Linked DNA regions of Salvelinus alpinus: region 1 is linked to region 2. Evidence: chromatin contacts called from public Hi-C data. All regions are on one chromosome and are shown on one strand. Each heading gives the region's core, a stretch centred on a gene start, on an enhancer-like site or on the middle of the called end of the contact. The rest is flanking DNA. Distances are from core to core; before and after follow the strand shown. Region 1 holds the start of LOC139541744 (dynein light chain Tctex-type 5-B-like). Region 2 holds the start of LOC139540735 (very long chain fatty acid elongase 4-like).

Region 1 (4,876 bases), core at 869-3,368, 260 kb before region 2:
TGTAGCAGTCAGTGTTTTCCTACTGTTCCATCACGGTGATGATGAAAGTTAAACCCATTGTAACCTGAGATGCAGATTGGCAGTTTATTTTTTTCTTAAGGTATTATTTTTTTTATTTTTTATTTTGATACAAATTTGACTACGTATATTGGCCCAGTTATTTCAAGATTAGTTAAAGCTTTGTAAACCAATTCTAGTATCATAAACTTAGCGGCAGTCTTGTAAATGTGAACTTTTATTTCATTTTCTGTGAATATTAAGCATTATACACCTGTTGCTGGTATATATATATTTTTTTCAAATTTGGGGAAAGTGCTGTTAATATAATTTTACAATAACTTAACTTCTTGTCCATTTTCTTTTTTCCTGTTTGCCACTTTTCAAAGCAAGTAGGGTGATTTGGATACTATTTAATTACCTTGACACTCTCTCACTCACATGTTTTACTATCCTTGTCTGAACACATTCATTTCAATTCTAAATCCTATTTTCCCTTACACTAACCTTGACCCGTAACCTAAAATAACTGTTTTATTATCTGTGTGGGGATTTCTGGTACCCACGAGGATAGTAATACAAGCAGCCACACACAAAACGCCCTGACTCACTCCAAATGTCTGACAATAGATATCAGGGAAGTGTCCAAGAGAAGAACTAGTAACAAATATTTAAACCTAACAACTTGTATACATAAATACATTTGTTTTATTCAAGTACACTCCAAATATGATTATTGCTGTTTTTATAAAGAACAGCAGATGAGTCTTTCATACAAATTGGACAGACAGGAAGTGACTAGTGCTGGTGACCTCTAGTTCAAGAGACTGCATCCCAAATGGCACCCTTTAACCTATTTAATGCACTACTTTCAACTAGGGACCATAGTGCACTATTTTTTGACCAGAGCTCTATATAGGGAATAGGGTGCCATTTGGGATGCATACCCTGTCACAGCTCTTTTTAATTTTTTTGGACCACTTTCATATCGGATTAGTGCCTTTGTCAACTTCTACCTTACTCGAAGTACACAGCAAACACATTTGCAGTACAGAATATCTCTTGGCTCCGGTAGGTGTGGGCAACACAGGTGTCTGTATGGGGATCCCAGAGACTACGACTAGCCAGTACCAGCCCTCCATATCCTTGCTGCCCCTCTGGACCCAGCTGGCCTAGCGCCACAGTACACACCAGCCGGTAGCGGTCAGGACACACAGTCCTCACCAGAGCCTTCACCTCCTCACTCAGCGCCTTGACCAGACCACCACAGGAGGGGGCGCTATAACCCACCGCCTCCAGCCGAGATGACAGGAAGTCCTGCAGCATCTGATGGACCAGGCCGCAGGGGAACTTCTTGGCAGGCTGGGCTGAACCCGCTGGCACCTGAAGAGCAGAGGTGAATCCCAATTATATTTCCTTGATTTCTCAAGTCCTCCTCACTTTCTTCTCCAAATGCATTGGAGGACAAGATCTGTGGTTCCTCCCCTCTGCCGTTCTCCTCCAATGCACTTTGGGAAGGTGAGGAGAGAAGACACGAGGAATCAAGGACCTAAAATTGAGATTCAATCCGAAGAGACAGCCAGGGATGTGTCTTAAGTCTAAAATTCCTTTGTCTTATTTATTTATATTGTCTTATTTATCTCATTTATAGGCACTGCTCTGAAAACAGAGGAAAGGTAAATGCAACATGGCGGTTGGCCACCAGGAATTTGCTTTTGTCTGTCCGGTTTCTTCTATATCAGTGCAGATGAAGGAAATGAGATGAAACGAAGCCACTTTAGACTGAGAGATGCCCAGGCCAGGGAGAGGGGTAACTGTTGGCTAAGTGGCTGGACTACTGGTGAAAGATCAGGGCTGTTCTGTTCAACTTTAGTGTGTAGCTATATGAATGTGTTGATCTGACCTGCTCATTGACTATAACAATAGGTTTCCTTGCCGGGATGTTCCTCACTGCAATCTTCAGTGCAATGCGTTCCTGAGTACACACAATTAAAAACTTAACAGAGATCCAGTATGACAACAGGGTCATATTCATTAGTGAACACCGTAGCAAAATACAGAAAACAAAAACGAGCGTTTCTTACAGGACAAGTTCAGGTCGTCCCATACCGTTGCTTCCATTTTGTTCCCAGTGAATACGACCAATGTCTACTTATGTTCTATATCCATCATTTATTCATCCGAATTAATACAACGTGAAAGCTAAAAAGAGATACTTAACAGGCAGACTGTAGTGATTCAATTAGGTATTCAATAAGAAACACTGGGTCGTGTTCAGTAGGGCACACCATTGCAAAACAGTTTGCATCAACATGCGTTTATATTCATAGTGAACTTCCCAGTTTCACTCTGTTCTTAAATGTTTTCTTCCTACTGAACATGTCCCATTGGTTTGAATGGGTCCTCTGGCTCCTTGAGGGGCTTTACCTTGACTACATCCCAAAGTACAACCTATTGCCTATGTAGTGCGCTACTTCTGACCAGAGCCCTTGTCAAAAGTAGTGCACTATGTAGGGAATACTGTGCCCCCACCTTAAGTGCCTTGGAGAACTTCTGGGTGGCGACGAGCCCTTTCAGGCTGAAGAGGGCCTGGGGTTTAGTGTGGGCATGAGCCTGGCTGGGAGCTGGCCTAGACGACAGCCTACGGAGCAATGAAGGGGCTCCCCCTGACACCTGTGATTTAACATATAGACACAAAAGATCAGTGGACACCCCATTTGGTGGTAACCATTTGAATAATAAACATCTAGTAGATACTGAGAAGACATTCATCATTGTGTACTTTCTGTTTCAAGGCTGGACACGAAAACATTCCAAATTGACCAGGCAACACTCATGTACTGTTAAAAAATATAAAAAAATGTTGTCCCCCGTTACAATAGTTATAGGTTTATATGGTCCCTTGTTGTACCTCTACTGCTTTGCTGCTCTTCTCCTGGCTCTCTCTCACTGAGGCAGTGGCTGGAACCTCGCTGCCTCTGGCGTGCTTGGCTGCCATTTCTAAACAGTAGTGGTAAGTACAAGTGATGATGTCCACACCACATTATATATTTTTTGCCCATAAACCACACATTTGAAAATAATTTCAATTTTAAACAACTGTAAACTGTTAAATATGTAGCTGATATTGATGCTAAGCAAATAATCAATATCTACTATACAAAATGTCTTGTTTTACAATGCAACATAGCTCTGATCCGATAGAGCTCGGTGACCCACTACAGATGAATAGATGGTTCTGCTGAGGTTTTTCTCTTACCTGCCCAGGTTGGCTCTGCTGTAATGGGGAATGGACAGGAGCAATCGTTACACTCGTACCTGTTCCCTCCCCCTTATGTGCTTTCTGTGGGTTGCCTTTGCCACTCAGCCCCCCTCACCTTGCATTGCAGCACTGCTAAGCTCCTGAGCTCTGATCCGATAGAGCTCGGTGACCCACTACAGATGAATAGATGGTTCTGCTGAGGTCTTTCTCTTATCTGCCCAGGTTGGCTCTGCTGTAATGGGGAATGGACAGGAGCAATCGTTACACTCGTACCTGTTCCCTCCCCCTTATGTGCTTTCTGTGGGTTGCCTTTGCCACTCAGCCCCCCTCACCTTGCATTGCAGCACTGCCAAGCTCCTGTCACTGTACAAAATATTTACAGCAAACCAATATAAGGCTCTGCATTTATTCTGCACACTGGGCAAGCCCATCACTTTACTATGCTCAGGGCTGTATTCCAATCCGAAAGCTCATCCACTTGTCCCAGCTATTGCCCACTTCTCTCCTCTCTGATTCTGCAACCACTGGATAGCTGTGGGGATTAGGAAATAACTTCATATAGCTCCTATAGAGTTTCATATAGCTCTCACCTATTTAGTTATTTCAGATTTGCTAAGGGGGAAACAGTGTGGAAGGATACAACATTTTTGGATTCAAATGCAGCCAGTCTTATAGGGGAAGAGGTCTGACAGACATCTAGCATGTTGGCTCCTGCCTCACAATAGGAACTAGGCCTAAACTGCTCCAGTGAATCCAGTCGTTTTTCCTCACTCTACGCGTCCCAAATGGCGCGCTAGTCCTGTTGCAATGCACTACTTTTGACCAGGACCCATAGGGAGCTGGTCAAAAGCAGTGCACTATAAAGGAAATAGGATGTGATTTGGGACACATCCACTGCAACAGGATGTGGCCTGGCTGGGGACGAGCCAACCAACCTCTCCCTCGCTGGCTTAGGTCCTCCTCACAAGATTGTTTGGAAAGTTGTAGCAACACTAAACAGTTTGTTCACTGTATCCTAGTAATTCACATATAACCTTGAGTTATGATGCCTCAGGTTTCTCTTTGATTTTCCCACTGTGCTTTTTTATTTGTGTGTTTATGTCTTACGAGCTGAGGCTGTCATGGGAATAGTATACACTGCATGGAGCCAGATTATTGATTTATCTTGTAAAAATGGGTGGATGTCTGGGCCAAAGTTCCTTCTGTCTTTGTTCTGTTTGTGGCCTTGGTCCCGTTCCAGGCCGACATTGTATTGCATTAACGAATGGTGGCATGCCACGTAATCGACTGTGCAGTCGGCTATCAGATTCCTATATCATATGATGTGGTTAGCTGATATGTTAAACACCTATCCAGGCGTTTTTAGATCTGGCAGGCGTCTGCAATATTTATTTTTACTGCTTGGGTGGTGACCTGTTCAATAACAAGGTGAGGCGCGGCTTGTGTCCCAAAATGGTAGTCAATTCCCATATAGTGCACTATATAGGGAATAGGGTGCCATTGGGACAGGTCCAAGGTGAGGCACAGTCATGTGATGTGCAGATGGACTGATGAGAACAATTTCTTTGTCTCGTCTTCTGTTACGATACACTGAATTGACAGAACATTAAGAACACC
Region 2 (5,490 bases), core at 2,315-4,814:
TACGTCATGAAAGTTTTGGACAATTTGCTATAGGATACCATTGTGATACTACTATGAATATTCTCCCAGGTAATGAGAAGTGCCAACCCGGGGAGTTGATAACAGAAATGTTACAAGATGTTAATGAAGCAAGTATTGAACAAATCTATGGCATTAACAAGTATGGCCCAGAGTTCTTCCTGGTCAGGACGTGATCAGGAAAAACTCCTGGGCTGCGGTCCAAACACTTAAAAGACACACCCTATCCCCTCAGCCCTCAAATTAAGTGGACACTTCTGATTAAGTATCATGACTTCTGAGAGAGTGTACACTTGCAGGGCAAGGGGCAAGGGAGGAAGGAATGATTTTTAAATGGACCACACTTGGCCGGAAATTCGTCACTCGTTCATCCCGCGATGATTGTGTTTTCAGCCACCGGTAGTTTGGGGGTGCTTTATATGCGCTACAGTCAATTATGAGTGCTTGTCTACTTATATTAAATATATAATTATTAATATAAGCCTCCTGTATGATATATAGCAAATGAATTAACTAACTAACATTAGCCTGCCTAGCTGGAACTTCTGAAGAAGGAAAATGTTTTATTTCTACAATTTCCAAAAGCTAACCAAACAAAAACATATGTACTTTTTACGAGACGTGTTTGTGCCGTCATGTGCATTAGTAGCACAATTTCTAACTTATTTGCATTCGTTTTTACTTACACTTGTATGTTGACTTCTCCATTGATGTTGTTTTTACGTTTTCGCTGACTTTTCTTCGTGGATGTACAATCGTAGTGAATTGAATTATGGGGAGTTTCAGGCCCCGGAGTGAACATCATTGTACACTCGCAAAGATGACTAAAAACGAGGGCTGAGGGGCTTACGTTGCAAACTTCCCTTGCTTGGCAAATCATTTGGACCGCCCTCCAAGATGGCAACGGGGATTCCCCCAAGGGCATAAGGTGAGGGTAAGTGGACGAGGGTGTGTCTTTTAAATGTTTAGACCGCAGCCCTAGTCTTTGTCATGCTAGACTTACATTGACCTCCAGCCAGATACTTGACCCCTGCCCACCAGTTGAAGATCATGGTGCCATGGTGATAGACATGCAGGAAAGTCAGCTGACTGTTCTTCTTCCTCAGGATGAAGAACACCTGCCAATTAAGAGTTTGAAATGGGTTTAGAATGGGCTTCCAGTGTTTCTCTTGACTCTGATGCTAATCCTGGCCTGGGCTATATTCATTAGTGCATACTGTAAGAAAAAGTTTTGGAACGGAAAACATCTTGGCCATGTTCTGTTATAATCTCCACCCGGCACAGTCAGAAGAGGACTGGCCACCCCTCATAGCCTGGTTCCTCTCTAGCTTTCGGCCTTTCTAGGGAATTTTTCCTAGCCACCGTGCTTCTACACCTGCATTGCTTGCTGTTTGGGGTTTAAGGCTGGGTTTCGATGTAAAAAGGGCTATATAAATACATTTGATTTGATTTGATTAAGTAGTCGCTCCCCATTTCAGTACTTTTTCCTCCGTTTGGTGCCTAGTGAATACTGGGAACACGACCCTGATTTTCAATCTGCTTTACCGTGTCAGCCAATTCTATGACCTTGGAGAAGAAAAACCACCAGCATACTTTGGCCATCTGGTGAAGAAAGAGAGTTAGGCCAGTTAGGTCAACTATATCAGGGGTCCAACGGTGGTTGTACAATATGGAGTGTTCAGATGCACTCTCACCCTCATCGCCAGTGGACTAGTGCTGTAATCCACAGGTTGACACAGGTAACTGTAGTTAGACAGCAAGGACGTGACCAAGAACTGCAACATCAAAACACTTATAAGTCAGGTGAAACATGTCATTATAAAGCATAATGAGTTCCAGTTCCGTGGCTGCCACAAACAAACACACACACACACACACACACACACACACACACACACACACACACACACACACACACACACACACACACACACACACACACACACACACACACACACACACACACACACACACACACACACACACACACACACACACACACTTTGATGGGAGTAGGAATACACACCTCATGGAACATGTAGACAGACAGGCAGACCATGGCGAAGTTGTAGACAATGAGTACAGCCTTGAGATCAACTGGTTCCCTGCGTTTCATCAGCTTGGGCCCAGCCCAGACCACACCAAGATAGAGGAGGAATATAAAGGCCACTGGCATGGGGGAGTAGACCAGTAGCCATGGGTCTGTCCTTTTATCTGCAACACATCACTGTAGTACTAATACATACAACTGAGTCATATTCACTAGGCACCAAACAGAAGAAAGCGGACTGAAACAGGACGGGCCTACCTGAACTTGTCCAATAGGAGCCACTCATTTTCACTCTCTGTTGCAAGATGTTTGGCTACGGTTTGAAACGGAGTGCACTAATGAATACAACCCTGGAGAAACCTGAAACCCCACCTCTTTAAGGAATACCTAGGATAGGATAAAGTAATCCTTCTAACCCCCCCCCCCCCCCCCCCCTTAAAAGAGTTAGATGCACTATTGTAAAGTGGTTGTTCCACTGGATATCATAAGGTGAATGCACCAATTTGTAAGTCGCTCTGGATAAGAGCGTCTGCTAAATGACTTAAATGTAAATGTAAATGAGATGGGTTGATTGTATTTGTAGTAGCCTATATTCTGATATCTGTTGACTGTGTGAGGGAGGCTAGTGATGCATGTTCTACAGTGTGTGTATCAATTGCAACTAGATAATCCCATTTTCATGTCAGTCCTGTGATGTACTGTGTTCTTGGCCACAAAGCAGCCATTATGTAAGAATTGGCTGCATTGCAAGCTGTGATACACATCCACCATTTCATTCACTACCCCTTCACACTATAACACTGTAGGCTTTATTTTCTCCTGATAAACAGGCTGAAAGAAATGACTGCACTTTTAATTCAAATACAGTGTATAATAGTAGCCTATCATAAAGACTGTACACAAATTATGCAAATACCTCCATTCTCTAAAATCCACTGGCGCATGGACTGAACGCTTTGCCACGTTGAAGCCATTTGACACTGTTGGAACAGAACGTTGGTCATTGATAATTAACAACGGAGGTCACTCTTTGCATAATCAAGTTGTGAGACAGACCACACAACGACCAAAGTGTAGGATTTACACTTTCCCATTTCGCATTCTATATATCTTGGTGAGTCTGATACAATTCACTGAATCACCAAACAATTTGTCAATTTCTTGCACATGAGAGGCGCAGTATAACCTCAATGCATCTGACAAGCATTCAGTGGACTTTAAACATTGTTTTAGTACGCAAGTAATCACGTTGTTAGCGTTCATTTAATTAGGCTTCTTTGCGTTTCACGCGCGCCATAAATTCATATAGTTATAAACATCCATATTTGTGAAGATATTTATGTTAAGCTTTTCGCGTGAATAAATAAAATACAGAGCTGTGCTACGTGAATGAACTGCACTTACCCGACTAAAGCGTTGGACTGCTGACAGCGCGCGCTCCACACAGCATTTTGATTGGACATTGCGACAACAGCTCGTATAGGCGGGTATCGCAACGTTCTTCGGGAATACGGAAATCGCAGTTCTTATTGACCATTTGAGCTTGCGTTCAGCAAGACGAAACCCAAAGGCTGCCATAATATTTATGTAGGCTCCATAAAAATAAACCACATCGTTGTTTTGTTTAAATTATTTTATCGTGCTCAAGATGGAGATGATGGTATGCTAGATATCAACAACAACAAAGACGATACACTGTATCTTCCAGTTTTAGTCTGTCTACATGTCTTTAGTCTCCTCAATGCATGTGCATCTTTGATTATATCATATGACAGAGGTAAAACGCACCAAAGCATATTTTATGCAACATATAGGAGGCCACTGTTGCAATGTATTATGGAAGGATGAAATAGTATGAATGAATTCATCAAAATAAAGTTAATGAAAATATGTAAATCATTATGTATAAAATGGATAATGTCCCCGAAGCCGGTGTTTGACGGCCCGAGACAAAAAAAAAAAGGGTCAAAATCATTAAAAGTGTTATTTCTTGTCCTCGAGATAAATTATTCAAAATTGTATATAAAAAATATATACACTGGATCAAATTTAAAAAGGATCCTTATGTGTCGCTCTGGATAAGAGCGTCTACTAAATGACTTAAATGTAAATGTAAATGTGTGTATGCCTTCATGATAATAGAAGCATAGTGACGTAGACTTCAAAGTAAATTTGATACATTTGAAACTATTCTACTTCAGTGGAAGGAGGCAATGTTTCAATGTCCTAAGTGCTGCTCAATCAACTTCAACGAGAATAATTAGGAATAAATGTATACATAAAAAAAATATATTTCCTAATTTTTTTCTTCATAAAATTGTATCACATAATTACAGTGTATATATAGCATGTATAGTATTCTAAGAATAAATAAATATCAATTGAATCAGGTCGTTCTGAAGGAATGGCAACTCCTTTTAGTGCAGCTGAAAGACAGCGGCAATACAGAGAACGACGTAATGCTGACCCGGAAAGAAGGAAAGAGTATCTAGAGAAAGAGAGGGAGAAATGGAGGAAAGATAAAGAGACAGGGAAGAAGGACTCAGTGACAGAGTGCAGCGTGCAGAAAGGAAGCAATGGAGAGATTCAAAATGGATACTCAGAGCCAGTGCGTTGCTGCAGTCCCAAACACCCCCCTCAACTCCTGAAAATCAGCTTGGGTTCCTCTCCTCCTCTGTGGAGATGTTCTTCATTACTGAGAGTGATGTTGAGGCAAGAGCAGAGGTAACCCTCCTTCCTACCCACATATATACATTTTTCTTGTACAGTAGCTGGTTGAGTATTGAAATATATAAGGTGGTTGTTACTCTTTATATCATATCATATGCTATCTCTTCTCACCTCAGATGCCATTTAAAGGAATGATGAAGATTCATCAGGGTATCAGTGTCTCACCAGGCCAGATAAAATACAGGGACATTACTTGTCTGTGCAAGAAGGATAGTGGCATGTTGGACTGTCCTTGTTTTCAGCTCAAAGAGGCAACTCTGGGTGACCCTGCAGCATCTAACCAGCTCCCTGCATCTCATGACAAGGCTGACACCACATGGCGACCTGGCACCATTGAACTTAATCACGTAGGGGAGTGGTGTGTCCATTATGACCATGAAGGATACCCTGGCATCATCATGGATGTAGAGGAACATAACATTAAGGGGAAGTGCATGCACCTGAATGGCATCAACAAATTCTTCTGGCCAAGCCCAAAGGAAGATATTTGTTGGTACTCTGATGGACAGATAATCTGTCTGATGCCAGAGCCACAGGCTGTTAATAAACACTGAGCAGATGGAAAAATCCACTTGGAAGTATGTGGAAGAGCATTTGGGGTGAAAGGGGGGAAAGATGGAAAGAGGGTGAGGAAGAGAAGGACAGGAATGTGTTCCAATGCTAATTCCAATGATTTTTGTAGGGGCAATGTA

The links. A called contact is a pair of places that touch in the nucleus more often than the background predicts.
Region 1: a Hi-C map of red muscle shows a contact between it and region 2, with 5 times the contacts expected there. The contact joins the promoter of LOC139541744 here to the promoter of LOC139540735 in region 2. A contact is called at or near these places in 2 of 3 Hi-C or Micro-C datasets (muscle and red muscle).

The regions. Positions count from the first base shown.
Region 1 is chr16:9,183,699-9,188,574 of SLU_Salpinus.1, reverse strand. LOC139541744 (dynein light chain Tctex-type 5-B-like) reads right to left here and starts at 2,118. Exons shown (of 3, transcript XM_071346712.1): 1 at 2,107-2,118; 2 at 1,901-1,972; 3 at 1,015-1,380. The coding sequence starts at 2,118. The coding sequence ends at 1,015. It overlaps LOC139540737 (single-stranded DNA-binding protein 3-like), which reads left to right. Exons shown (of 16, transcript XM_071344656.1): 16 at 1-343.
Region 2 is chr16:8,923,170-8,928,659 of SLU_Salpinus.1, reverse strand. It overlaps LOC139540735 (very long chain fatty acid elongase 4-like), which reads right to left and starts at 3,564. Exons shown (of 8, transcript XM_071344652.1): 1 at 3,473-3,564; 2 at 2,985-3,048; 3 at 2,045-2,232; 4 at 1,713-1,793; 5 at 1,564-1,620; 6 at 1,022-1,136. The coding sequence starts at 3,042.